Linked DNA regions of Mus musculus: region 1 is linked to region 2. Evidence: chromatin contacts called from public Micro-C data. All regions are on one chromosome and are shown on one strand. The core of a region is the stretch at or near the end of the contact, and the rest is flanking DNA. Distances in the headings are between cores, read along the strand shown.

Region 1 (5,546 bases), core at 2,746-5,245, 400 kb before region 2:
GAAGTGAACCTGGAGCAGCCAGTGCACAGCTGAGCCATCTCTCCAGTCCCCTCGGGATGATGTTTTTAAAGATGACTTTTGTTTTTTAGATAATCTGACTATGTAGCACTGCCTGGCCTTGAACTTACTGTGTAGACAAGGCTAGCTCCAAGAGATCTGCTTGCCTCTGTCCCAAGTGTGAAGATGAAACACATGTGCCACCACACCTGGTCTAAGATGTGTGTGTGTGTGTGTGCGTGTGTAAAATGTGTACAAGTGCCTAAGGAGGCCAAAAACAATGTAGTAACTCCTGGTACTGGATTTAATGTGAATTGTCCAGACTAATTTTATGTCAGCTTGACATAGGCTGGAGTCATTTGGGAAAAGGAAGCACAGTTGAGACAATGCCCCACCAGAGGAGCCCGTGGACAGGCCCGGTGCGTTTTCGTGGCAGAAGACTGGTGTGGAGCACTTTGCACCAGTGCTTACCTCTAGGTTCCTGCCTTGCCTGAGTTCCTGCCCTGATTTCTTCCTACGGACTGTGGAGGTGTAAGCAAAATGAACCCTTTCTTCCCTCTCCTGCTCATGGTCACGGTGTTTTATCATGGCATTACAAACTCTAAGACATCCAGTGAAGGTGATGGGTGATAGGACCTGATGCTAGATCCTCTGCAAGGACAGAAAGTGCTTTCCTTAACCACTGAGCCACCTCTACAGCTCCAGGATCCTTTTTAAAAACACAAGATGGCTGGCCTATAGACTCTAGTCCTATATTCAAGATGTAGTTTTTTCCCTGCTAAGCAGCACAGATTCTTATAAAGCCAGACCTGAACATGCCCAACACTTCTAAGCTCCAAGTATCAGTAACAATGTTTTTTTTCCTTTACACATGAGGGGAACAAGTTATCAATACATTCCAGGTTACTCATATCAACTGGTTTAAACTGTACTTCTGAAAAAATAAAGATCAAACAAACTGAACTAGACCGTTTCCTTTTACTTTCCACATGATTCCTAATTGTGGAAGGTCAGACCAAACATTAACTATTAAACAGTTCTGTTAAAGTTTAAAATCATGTTAAATTCCTATTTTAAGAAACATGATTCGGACAAACTAAAAAGGCATTGGAATATTTAATCTGCTAAGTAACCACATCTTATGTAAGATTCAATTACTATTGTGTCTGTTAGTTTGAATATCACACAGTCCAGGCTGGCCTCAAACTCAATATATAGTGAAGGATGACCTGATCCTCCCAGATACTTGGATTACAAACCTGTGCCACCACACCCAGCTTATATGGTGCCAAAGATTGAACCTAGAGTCTTATGCATGCTAGGCAAGAACTCTATTAATTGAAGTGCCACTCCAGCCCTGTTGGCTTGGTTTTTGCCCTTAGTAAGTTTTAGTTCTAACAATGACTAAAGCAGTGTCCGATAGAATCACTTTGTCTATGTAGTTTATTCAACATTAATATGCATATGCAGGACAAACTTAATTCCTTTTTGGGAATTTTTTTTTTTTTTTTTGGTTTTGGTTTTTCTAGACAGGGTTTCTCTGTATAGCCCTGGCTGTCCTGGAACTCACTTTGTAGACCAGGCTGGCCTCGAACTCAGAAATCCGCCTGCCTCTGCCTCCCAAGTGCTGGGACTAAAGGCATGCGCCACCACACCCGGCTTTAAATTTTTTTTTCTTTTTTGGAATTTCTAATCTTTCTAGATGTCTAGAAGTACATAATGTATATTAAAAGTAGAATTAACACACTTTATAGAAATCCAGCTAGCAATTGTTGAAACTGAATGCATAAATAATGACTTGTTTAATGCTTATCTCTCAAACGTGAATGTGTGTATATGGAAGAGTTTATTCAACACGGGAGAGAGGAAGGAAAAAAGAGAAATCAATACAAACAGCCTCATGCAGTAAAAATACCTGGGCACTTGTCTTAGTTAGGGTTTTTAGTGCTGTAATAAAACACAAACTCAACCTGGGGAGGAAAGGGTTTGCTTCACCTTACAGCTTCTAGTCCATCATCCAGAGGAAGTTAGGGCAGGAACTCTGCAGGAAAAGAGCTGACTGCTGCAGAGGCCATGGAGGAGGGCTGCTTACTGGCCTGCTCTAATGGCTTGCTCAGCCTGCTCTCCTGTAGCACCCAGACCACCTGCCCAGCAAGGGCACCACCTACACATTGAGCTCCCACGTCAATCATCTATCAAAAACCGTGCACAACAGACTTGCCCCCTAGCCAATCTGGTAGGGACATTTTCTCAGGTGAGGTTCCTTCTCAAATTACTCTCGCCTGTGTCAAGTTAACTTTAAACCCTAGCCAGCACAGTATTGTCTGAAGCATTTCAGTATTTAATGTCCTGACTCAACATGATTACATGAAATGAATGGTGTGTGTGTGTGTGTGTAGCAAAGCAACAAAAACAATAGTATCAGATAATACCAAGAGTTAAGTGAAAACCTGAATGGTTTATGTAAAACAGATCTTAGAAAGGACACTATCCCAGTTTGCAGAATGATTAGAATTCCTAGTCGCTTCATTTGCTGACTCTCACTAACCTACACACACATGAGTAAACTAACCACACCGACCTGCACCTCTGCGAAACCACATCTAAACCCTGAAAAGCTGTTCTGAAGGTCAACACCATTCATACTTCCTCAAAAAACAACTTTACTATCAGGGTGTGGTGTCAACCTCAAGGTAATCCTAGAACTAGGGGCAGAGGCAGAAATTTTCAGTTCCAGACCATTCTGGGCTGCGAATTGACGAAGCATAGCAAAGTTTTAGAATTAAAATGTGATCCCTACGTCACTGGCTTTAATTAAAGACTGCGATTTTTAGAATCCCACCCGCATAAAACTCACCTCCGACCTGCAACCTCCTTCCTCTCTGGAGCCTGTTGAGTCCACCCACGACTCCCAGCTTGCTTGCAAAGGAGACATAGCGGATCCCTTAGCAATCTAGTTCCTATCCCGACTGAGATTTCAACCCACTTTTGACAAACACACAATCTCTCTGAAATTCTTGAGCAGTTATGCATAGACAGATTTTAGCTTTGTTCTTGGTCTTTGGGAGTTTAACAACGTTAGGCCTAAAATCATGGTCAAAACAACAGCAGTTTCAGGTGAACCAAAATATTTATTTTTAAGATGGGTGTGCATAAAACAAACACAACTCATCTACCAAATACCTTGAACCAGGAACTGAATTATAAAAACGAAGTGTTTTTAGGAAGAGGTCTGAACGATAAAACAGAGAGGAAAGGCAAGCCCCATCTCCAGGAAGTTCCACGACCACCTCATTACTACCATCCGTGGACAGAGCTGGCTTTTTTCTCTTGGGGCAGAAGGTGTCAGTTTTTAAAAGAGCCGACAAGCGGAACCCAGATGCACCTTTCCACAATCTCTGCAGTGACCAGCATTTGGAGCCACCATTAGCACAATGCTGACCCGGGAGGACCCCGAGGCCCACCAGGAAGCTCAGAGCCGAGCAAGCCGCTTCCACAGAGAACCCCGCGTCCGTCCGGGCCATCCTGGGAAGCGACGATGCAGTGTCCTCGCCCCCGCACTCGGAGGCAAGCACCTAGACCCCGGGCACCCCGCGCCGCAGCGACCTAGCCGCGCCCTCCTCAGCGCACCAGAGGCGCCCCAGAGGCCCCGGGCCCTGCCCAGCCCTGCCCTGCCCGCCCAGCACCGCCGCCCCTGCCCTACGCCCGCTGGGGGCCCCGGAGACCTCGCCGCGCTCCCGGGCCTCACCTCCGCGGAGAATCGGGGAGAGAGCACGGCTTCCCGGGTCCGAGTGCGGCCGCCGCCTCGCCTGCGGCTCGCGCTGGGCTCCGCCCCCTGGCTGCCGCGCACCCCCCGCCGCCTGCAGCAGCCCTCGTCCTCTCCCGCCCTCAACCCTCACCCCTCTACTCGCCCCCGCCGCCAAGCTGGGTGCGGCCTGCGGCGCTGCGGCCCAACAATGCACAGCCCCATTGGTCTGAACGCCCTACCGCCGTCCAGCACTACTCTCTGTTATTGGTCAATCTTAAGCAAGGGGCAGGCCCGGAGAAGGGCGGGGCCCTGGGAGGCGGAGAGAAGGGTAGACTCCGGCCTCCGGCTGAAGGCGGTGTCACAGTGGGATTAGGGGTCGCTTTGGCTGCGTCCGGGACGGCGGGCTGGTGCACCTGCTCACAGGAACGCTAGTTCTCCCACTGAGACGGTCAGACCCACAAACTGACTGCGAACGGACACGGTCTAGGTGCGCTTCAGGCGAGAAGATCAGTAGGCAGTTTGGGAGACTGGGCTGTCAATCAGGGTGGAGTCAGGACTGAGATGTCTGTGTGTGCTCTGATAAAGCTCCACAGACAGGAAGGGCCCGCCGGATGACAGTGGATTAACAAACACCGAGGCCTCTTCAGAGGCAGGGAATGAGGCTAGGTGAGGCCTTGGCAGAACCAGTCCACCTGGCAGCGACCTGGTAAACTAACCTAAGGATCAAGTCCCTACTGTCTCTCCTGTCAACTGAATCCTAAAAGACCCAAAGGAAACAAAGGGGTCCCGCTCCTGGTTCCCTTCAAACCATTAAAGGTTGAAGCCTCGAGCCTGGCTCAAGTGACAGAAGTGTGTATCCAAGCCTCTCCTCAGCCAGGCGTGGTGGCGCACGCCTTTAATCCCAGCACTTGGGAGGCAGAGGCAGGTGGATTCTGAGTTCGAGGCCAGCCTGGTCTACAAAGTGAGTTCCAGGACAGTCAGGGCTACATACACGGAGAAACCCTGTCTCAAAAAACAAAAACAAACCGATCCTCACAGCAAGAGCTCTGAGTTTGACCCCATAAGGGTCAGAGAGGTTGTGGATTCCAGTCAGTACCCTCTGTCCTAGGAACATTTGCCCTACATGTTGACTGTTCTCAGATGACTTTTCTGACATCCTCCAGCACCCAGCAACAAGTCTAATGCCAGTGAAAGTTTGCTGAAGAGAGAGAGTTTTCGATAATCAACTGTCATTCTCCATGATCCATCTGTTTTCTGCACTGGCCAGATAGGAGAGTTAAACGGAGATGTGGTGGGAACCACCACCCCTGCATCTTTCAAGTCCTTGATAGTGGCAGTAATTTCTGCAATTCCTCCAGGAATACGATACTGTTTTTGATTCACTATTTTCTTTGGCAGAGGCAACTCTAAAGGCTTCCATTTGGCCTTTCCAACCATAATAGCCCTCACTCTACAGTTCAGGGAACCAATATGAGAATTCTGCCAATTTCTGAGTATATCTATCCCAATTATACATTCTGGAACTGGGGAAATCACCACAGGATGTGTCCGGGGACCTATTGGACCTACTGTGAGTCGGACATCAGTCAAAACTCCATTAATCACCTGCCCTCCATAAGCCCCTACTTTAACTGGAGAGAGGGTTGAGTGATTAAAAATGAAATATATAGAGATATAAAAGTTTAGAAATGTTGCCTATAAGTCCAGCTACAAGAGATCCAACACACTCCTCTGTACTCTGTGGGCACCTGCTCTCAAATAAGATATAAAAATGAAATCAGACATGTACAGATGAAAAAAA
Region 2 (5,689 bases), core at 783-3,282:
CATAAAATAATTTTTAATATTGATGACAGGAGAGTAAGGCCAACAGAAAAGACTCAGGTCCTGCATTTTGGTTTGTTTCGCCCATTACATTCTCACAGGCTTGCTTAGGACCGATTAGCTCCTCGGTTCCCGTTACCTTTTGACCCCACTAAAACCACAACTGAGTTTGAGTAGAAGAAAGCAAGCTTGTCTTGGAAATAAGTTTAACATACTTGCCTTCTTAAGTTTCTAATCCAGTCCCAAGAAAACTTTCCAGTTCTGTATAATTGACCCCATTGTGTTTGCTGTTTGTACTCAGGGGGCTGATCCTGTTCTAATCTTTATGTTTTCATGGCTTCTTATGGCCTCGCAAACACTTCTCAAACAAGGAGCGGTGGTCAGCAATTCAAGAGAGCGAGCTGGGGGCCAGGAGTCACTAAGAACAGTGGGTTTTCTAGAAGGTCTCATGGGTCCCAGGCTGTGCCTGGGGGGAACCTCAGCCTGCAAAGTAGCCCTTTGTCTTTCTGGCATCTTTAATTCCATCTCCTCCGAGCTCTTCCGCACAGTCTATAAATATCCTCCAGTTCCTCCCACTTTAAAACAAAACAACACCAAAAATCCTCTCAGCCTTGCATTCCCACCCCCTCATCTTGTGTCATTTGGCTCTTTTTCTCTCAGTCTTTGCCGCCTCAGCAAAATTTCCCAAAAGTACTGCCTGCACTTCCTCTGGCCAAAACCCACTCAACGCCAGCTCCCTGCTGAGCCCCTACCTCCAGTTTGGCATCTGGGGTCCTCTTGGGCCAGTCCCCTGATGTCCTAACCACATTAGGCACCATTCTAAGAACTTTTCCCCTGTACTGTTTGTTTTTATTTACTTTCCGGTTTTATTGACCTTCAAAAGGAGGATAAAAGTTAAATAAGAATTAATAGGAAATGTCTTCAACTCAAATTTAAATGATCTGCTTAGAACATTAGTTTTTCTCTCTTTGAAAACATGAATATCTGGGCATGGTGATTCATACCTGTGGCCCCAGCACTTGGAGATGCTAAAGTAGGATCTTGAGTTGAAGCCCAGCCTGGGTAGAGAAGCAAATCCTTGTCTCACAAAACAAATAAGCCCAGGGAAAAAGATCCAGAAAGAATTCTACCTAGTAGCAACTAGACTAGACCCTTGTCTGATACATCACCCTATTTATGATTAGAAGAGGGGAATACTATTTTTTTAATGATCAAAGCCCAGATCTTGTGAATTTATATATCATCTTACAAGAGAGTGGTTAAGTTGCAAATGCTGTCTGATAGAAAAAAATGAACAGATTATGACCCATACAGACAAGTTGTTACCAATGCCAACTGTAACTCCAAAGATCAGTTTTCTGGGACCATAGGACATTAACTAGGCTTGCATCTGAGTTCAGCATTCTGTCTTTCATTGAATGACGGCGGGCATCCTCAGAATGTCTGTACTTCTGAGTTAAATGCATTCTAAAACTGATGTATTTTACACCTTGACATTTTGAAGATGGGATCTTGGAGGGAGTCAGCTTTTGCTTGGAAGTCATCGAGGCCTTGGGAGTTAAGTGATTTTTGTTAAATAACCATTGTAAAAGATTCTATAGCCAACAATCCTACCCTGCAAGAGACCTGATAGGGTCCCAGCTGCTTGTTATTAGCACCAACGCTGGATCACCCTACCAGTGGTGGTGGTAAGAGCTGTTGGGGGAAGAAGGGGTCTGTTCGGCCTCAAACTTCCGGTCCCCTAGTGGTGTCACAGACCGCAAGCCATTCTTAGGACAGGAGGCCTAACTGAACTAGAGGGCCAAATGGCCAAGGCAACAAAGCAGCCGGAAGAGACCCAGACTCCAACTCCCGAGCGGGGGCGGGGTGGGGCGGAGCGAGGGCAGAGCCTATAGTGAGAAAACCAATCCTCTTGAGCCTAGCGGGAAGGACGGCGGGCCAGAGGCGGGGCTAAGGGGCGGTGCGTCCGTCAGGAAAGCCAATCACTTTACCCCGGCTCGTTGAAGGGGGTTGGTCTGCGGGTCCTCCTTCGCTTTCTCCGGGATACCTCGCCGCCTGCGCTGACTTTACGGATGTTGTAATCTGCGCGTGCGCGTCCTGGCACTCCCGTGAGGCACTGCGGCGCGCGCGGTTGGAGGCTGGCAGAGAGCAGTGACTGCGGCTTTCCTGAGGTAAGGGTCTTGTAAGTTCGGGGTTGGCGGGGCCGCCGCTACCCTCCTACAGCCTGCTTGAGGCATCGATAGAGGTCGCTGGGCCCAGGCGCGGGGTGTGCGGGGAGGCTGAGGCTTTGTGCCAGAGGTGGGGGCGGAGGTACGTGGCCGGTCATCCGGCTGGGGTTGGTAGCTTTATTTTTCGGATACTGCGGATAAAACCCAAGGCCTCAATCATACGAGGCAAACGTTAAACCGGAAATACACACTTATCTGTTACCCAGCTTTTAAAAACAGCAATTTGGTACTTTTGTGGGCGTGTTTTATTAGAGCTCTTAAGTGTCATAACTGGATACTCAGAAACAAACCAAAACCAACCCAGAGAGTTTGCTACCAGAGTGTCAAATACATCGTGATTTTAAGACCTGCCATTGTCACTGACCTAAGTTTGGTTCAAGTCGTGGTTCATTGTGTTCTATTCGAAATAAAACTTCTTACTTGATGATTGATGGGTACTTTGAAACTTGTCAATTTGTCCTGGTTTTCTCTGCGTTAGACTGGTTATATCTATAGATTGAGTCCTTTGAGACTGATGGAACGCTGATTGAAGTAAATATTTAGTTGATTCTTCCTTAGAAAGGTAGGCATATTTCTTTTTCCTAACTAGAAACTACAGGGGAAACAGCTATTTTACAAAATGTAATTTATTTTAAGTAATTTCATCATTGGGAAAAAAAATCAGTTTTTTTTTATTGTTATATCTTCATTAATTAGATTCTTCATTACTGTTGTAGTGTCCTAAGCAACACCCTGATTGCTTCTGTTTTGCTTTGTCTTTGTCAGATATTGCACGTGCATCTGCTTTTAACTTAAGTAGTCTCCTGATGTCATCTGATAAAATGATCTGTATATTTAAAATTCATTTGCCTTGTTCATGGTCTAATACTTGTGTTCTTTCCCCCACTAGGAAAACACATTATAGATTGTATTTTTTTTCCTTCTTCTATGGACTTAGCGTAAATATGTTTTTTTCTGTTTGAACTTAGTTTAAAAAAATAGATTCATATCAAATATTTAAAAACAGGAGTAGTTAAACCATGAGTTGTGGAAATGAGTTTGTGGAAACATTGAAAAAAATTGGTTATCCCAAAGCTGATATTCTTAATGGAGAAGATTTTGACTGGCTCTTTGAGGATGTTGAAGATGAGTCATTCTTGAAATGGTTTTGTGGGAATGTGAATGAACAGAATGTATTGTCTGAAAAAGAATTGGAAGCCTTCAGCGATCTCCAGCGATCAGGCAAGCCTATCCTAGAAGGAACAGCATTGGATGAAGTTCTTAGGACCTGTAAAACTTTTGATTTGAAGACATGCAAACTGGATGACAAAGAGATACAGATATTAGAGGATGAGGTTCAAACTCTGCAGAAATTAAATAACTCAAAAATTCAGCGACGGAATAAATACCAGTTAATGGTTTCTGAAACTAGCTACAGGTTTCTGGCATTAAATGCTAAACAAGAGGAGGCCACTAAGAAGCTGAAACAGAAGCAAGGATTCCTAAATTCTGTGAATACTAAGCTCAGTAATGAACTTCAGGGTCTTACTGAGGAAGTTAATAATTTGATGATATTCTTCAGAAATTCTAATTTAAGTGAAAGAACAAATCCAATGGTGTTTTTATCTCAGTTTCCCTTGGGAAAATACATAAGCCAAGAAGAGCAGAGCACAGCAGCATTAACCTTATACACAAAAAAGCAATTCTTTCAGGGCATGCACGAAGTAGTTGAAAGTTCAAATGAAGACAATTTTCAACTTTTAGATATACAAACACCGTCTATTTGTGATAATGAAGAAATCCTTAGGGAGCGACGACTGGAGATGGCTAGACTGCAGATGGCATGTATTTGTGTCCAGAAACAGATCATATACTTGAAAACAAGTAATTTGAGCATGAAGTCGAGTATAAAATGGGCGGAAGAGAATCTTAATAGACTAACCAATGAGGTAAGCATAAGAAATAAGACTGAATTCATATTGTAATTGTTAGGAATATAGAGTTTAATATTGCTGCTAATTTAGAAAAGGGGGGAAATCTAATTTTAATTTTATAGAAAATTATATTAGTATAGCATATTAATATAATTTATTAATTATGTAATATAATTAATGTAATTTTATAGTACATATTTGCAGTATGTATTTCATACAAATATATTATTAATCATATTACTAGAATTTAGTAATTTTATCCTCAGTAATATTACTGAGCAAATTTTGGACAAAAATAACCTTACTTTGCATTATGAATCTGAAAATTGTGTCATTTCAATTACAGATTAAACTGGGGTTTCTGTTTTTTGGTATAAACCAAGGAAACTACTTGCTTAACTATGGATATTCTGCCTTGTTTCCTCTGACAAGAAGATAGTATTAATGAAGTCCAGGATTCAGTGGAGTGACTTTCTCATTACTTGTTGAGAATATGTAGATATATTGCAGTTGTTCATCTGCACTCTCTAGAAGCTTGCTTTCTTGATAATATAGGCAGTAGATAGTTGAATAAAAATGTAGAGGTTTCTGAACCAATACTTGTATTAAATTAGTTACTACAACAGAAACATTTTGAAATAACAAGTCTGGTAAATCTGTGTGCTATAATCAGCTCATGGACTAAGAAAATACTATATAATTTTAAGAAAATTAAAATATTCATTTGTTATAATGAGTAGTATACTTATTAAAGTTATGATAACGATGAGATCTTCTAGTTTGTTAGCCATTATTGTTTGTTTGTATGTATGTATGTATGTGTGTGTGTGTGTGTATATATATATATATATATATATATATAGTGTACTGAAATTCAGTAGTTCATGCTGGCCTTTCTCTTGACTTAGTCCTTATTTTCCTTTAAAGTTAGTTTTGGCTTATACCAATAAGTTAGTTTTTATTCATTGCATATATTATCTGACCATCTAAAACAAACAATGAAAATAGTTAGAAAATAAAAGTTTAAACCTACATTTTAAAATGTTACTGCTTTCTTTGTGTAGGTTATTGATAAAGAAAATTTGGATGCAGAAATTTCTAGCTTAAACAGTGAGATTCTAAAACTTGAAGAACAAATCACTCATATAAAAGACAAAGTTTTGCCTGCTGTGGTAAAAGAATATGCTCAGCTATTGAACATGCCAGTTGTAAAGGGCGATTTTGAACTGCAGATTGCTAAACAAGATTATTATACGGCAAGACAAGAGTTAGTGTTAAATGAGTTGATAAAACAGAAGGCATCTTTTGAGCTTGTCCAGTTATCATATGAGATTGAGTTGAGAAAACATTGGGATACATATCGGCAACTAGAGAGTTTGGTTCAACAACTCAGTCAAAGAAACACGGTGCTCTGCCAGCACTTGGCAGTGTTATCAGACATACCAGCATCTGAGCAGTTAACCTCAAGGACTCCCATCGACACCAAAGATCATTCCACTCATAGGTATGTATGTCATTGCTTCCTTAGCATTTTTTTCTTTTATTTTTGTG

What was found. A called contact is a pair of places that touch in the nucleus more often than the background predicts.
Region 1: a contact with region 2 is called in a Micro-C map of embryonic stem cells, with 5 times the contacts expected there. The contact joins the promoter of Add1 here to the promoter of Poln in region 2. A contact is called at or near these places in 2 of 39 promoter capture datasets (the HPC-7 cell line, HPC-7-derived erythroid cells and erythroid cells), 2 of 484 Hi-C or Micro-C datasets (LSK cells and embryonic stem cells), 3 of 115 datasets of contacts at active chromatin or transcription factors (bone marrow-derived macrophages, extraembryonic endoderm stem cells and pancreatic cancer cells) and 2 of 9 other capture datasets (adipose tissue and pancreatic islet).

The regions. Positions count from the first base shown.
Region 1 is chr5:34,572,113-34,577,658 of GRCm38.p6, reverse strand. Add1 (adducin 1 (alpha)) reads right to left here and starts at 3,995. Exons shown (of 16, transcript NM_001331082.1): 1 at 3,746-3,995. Mir7036b (microRNA 7036b) reads right to left here and starts at 3,508; the gene lies at 3,446-3,508.
Region 2 is chr5:34,165,869-34,171,557 of GRCm38.p6, reverse strand. It overlaps Poln (DNA polymerase N), which reads left to right and starts at 2,032. Exons shown (of 25, transcript NM_181857.4): 1 at 2,032-2,168. It overlaps Haus3 (HAUS augmin-like complex, subunit 3), which reads left to right and starts at 2,134. Exons shown (of 5, transcript NM_146159.1): 1 at 2,134-2,168; 2 at 3,115-4,153; 3 at 5,203-5,642. The coding sequence starts at 3,245.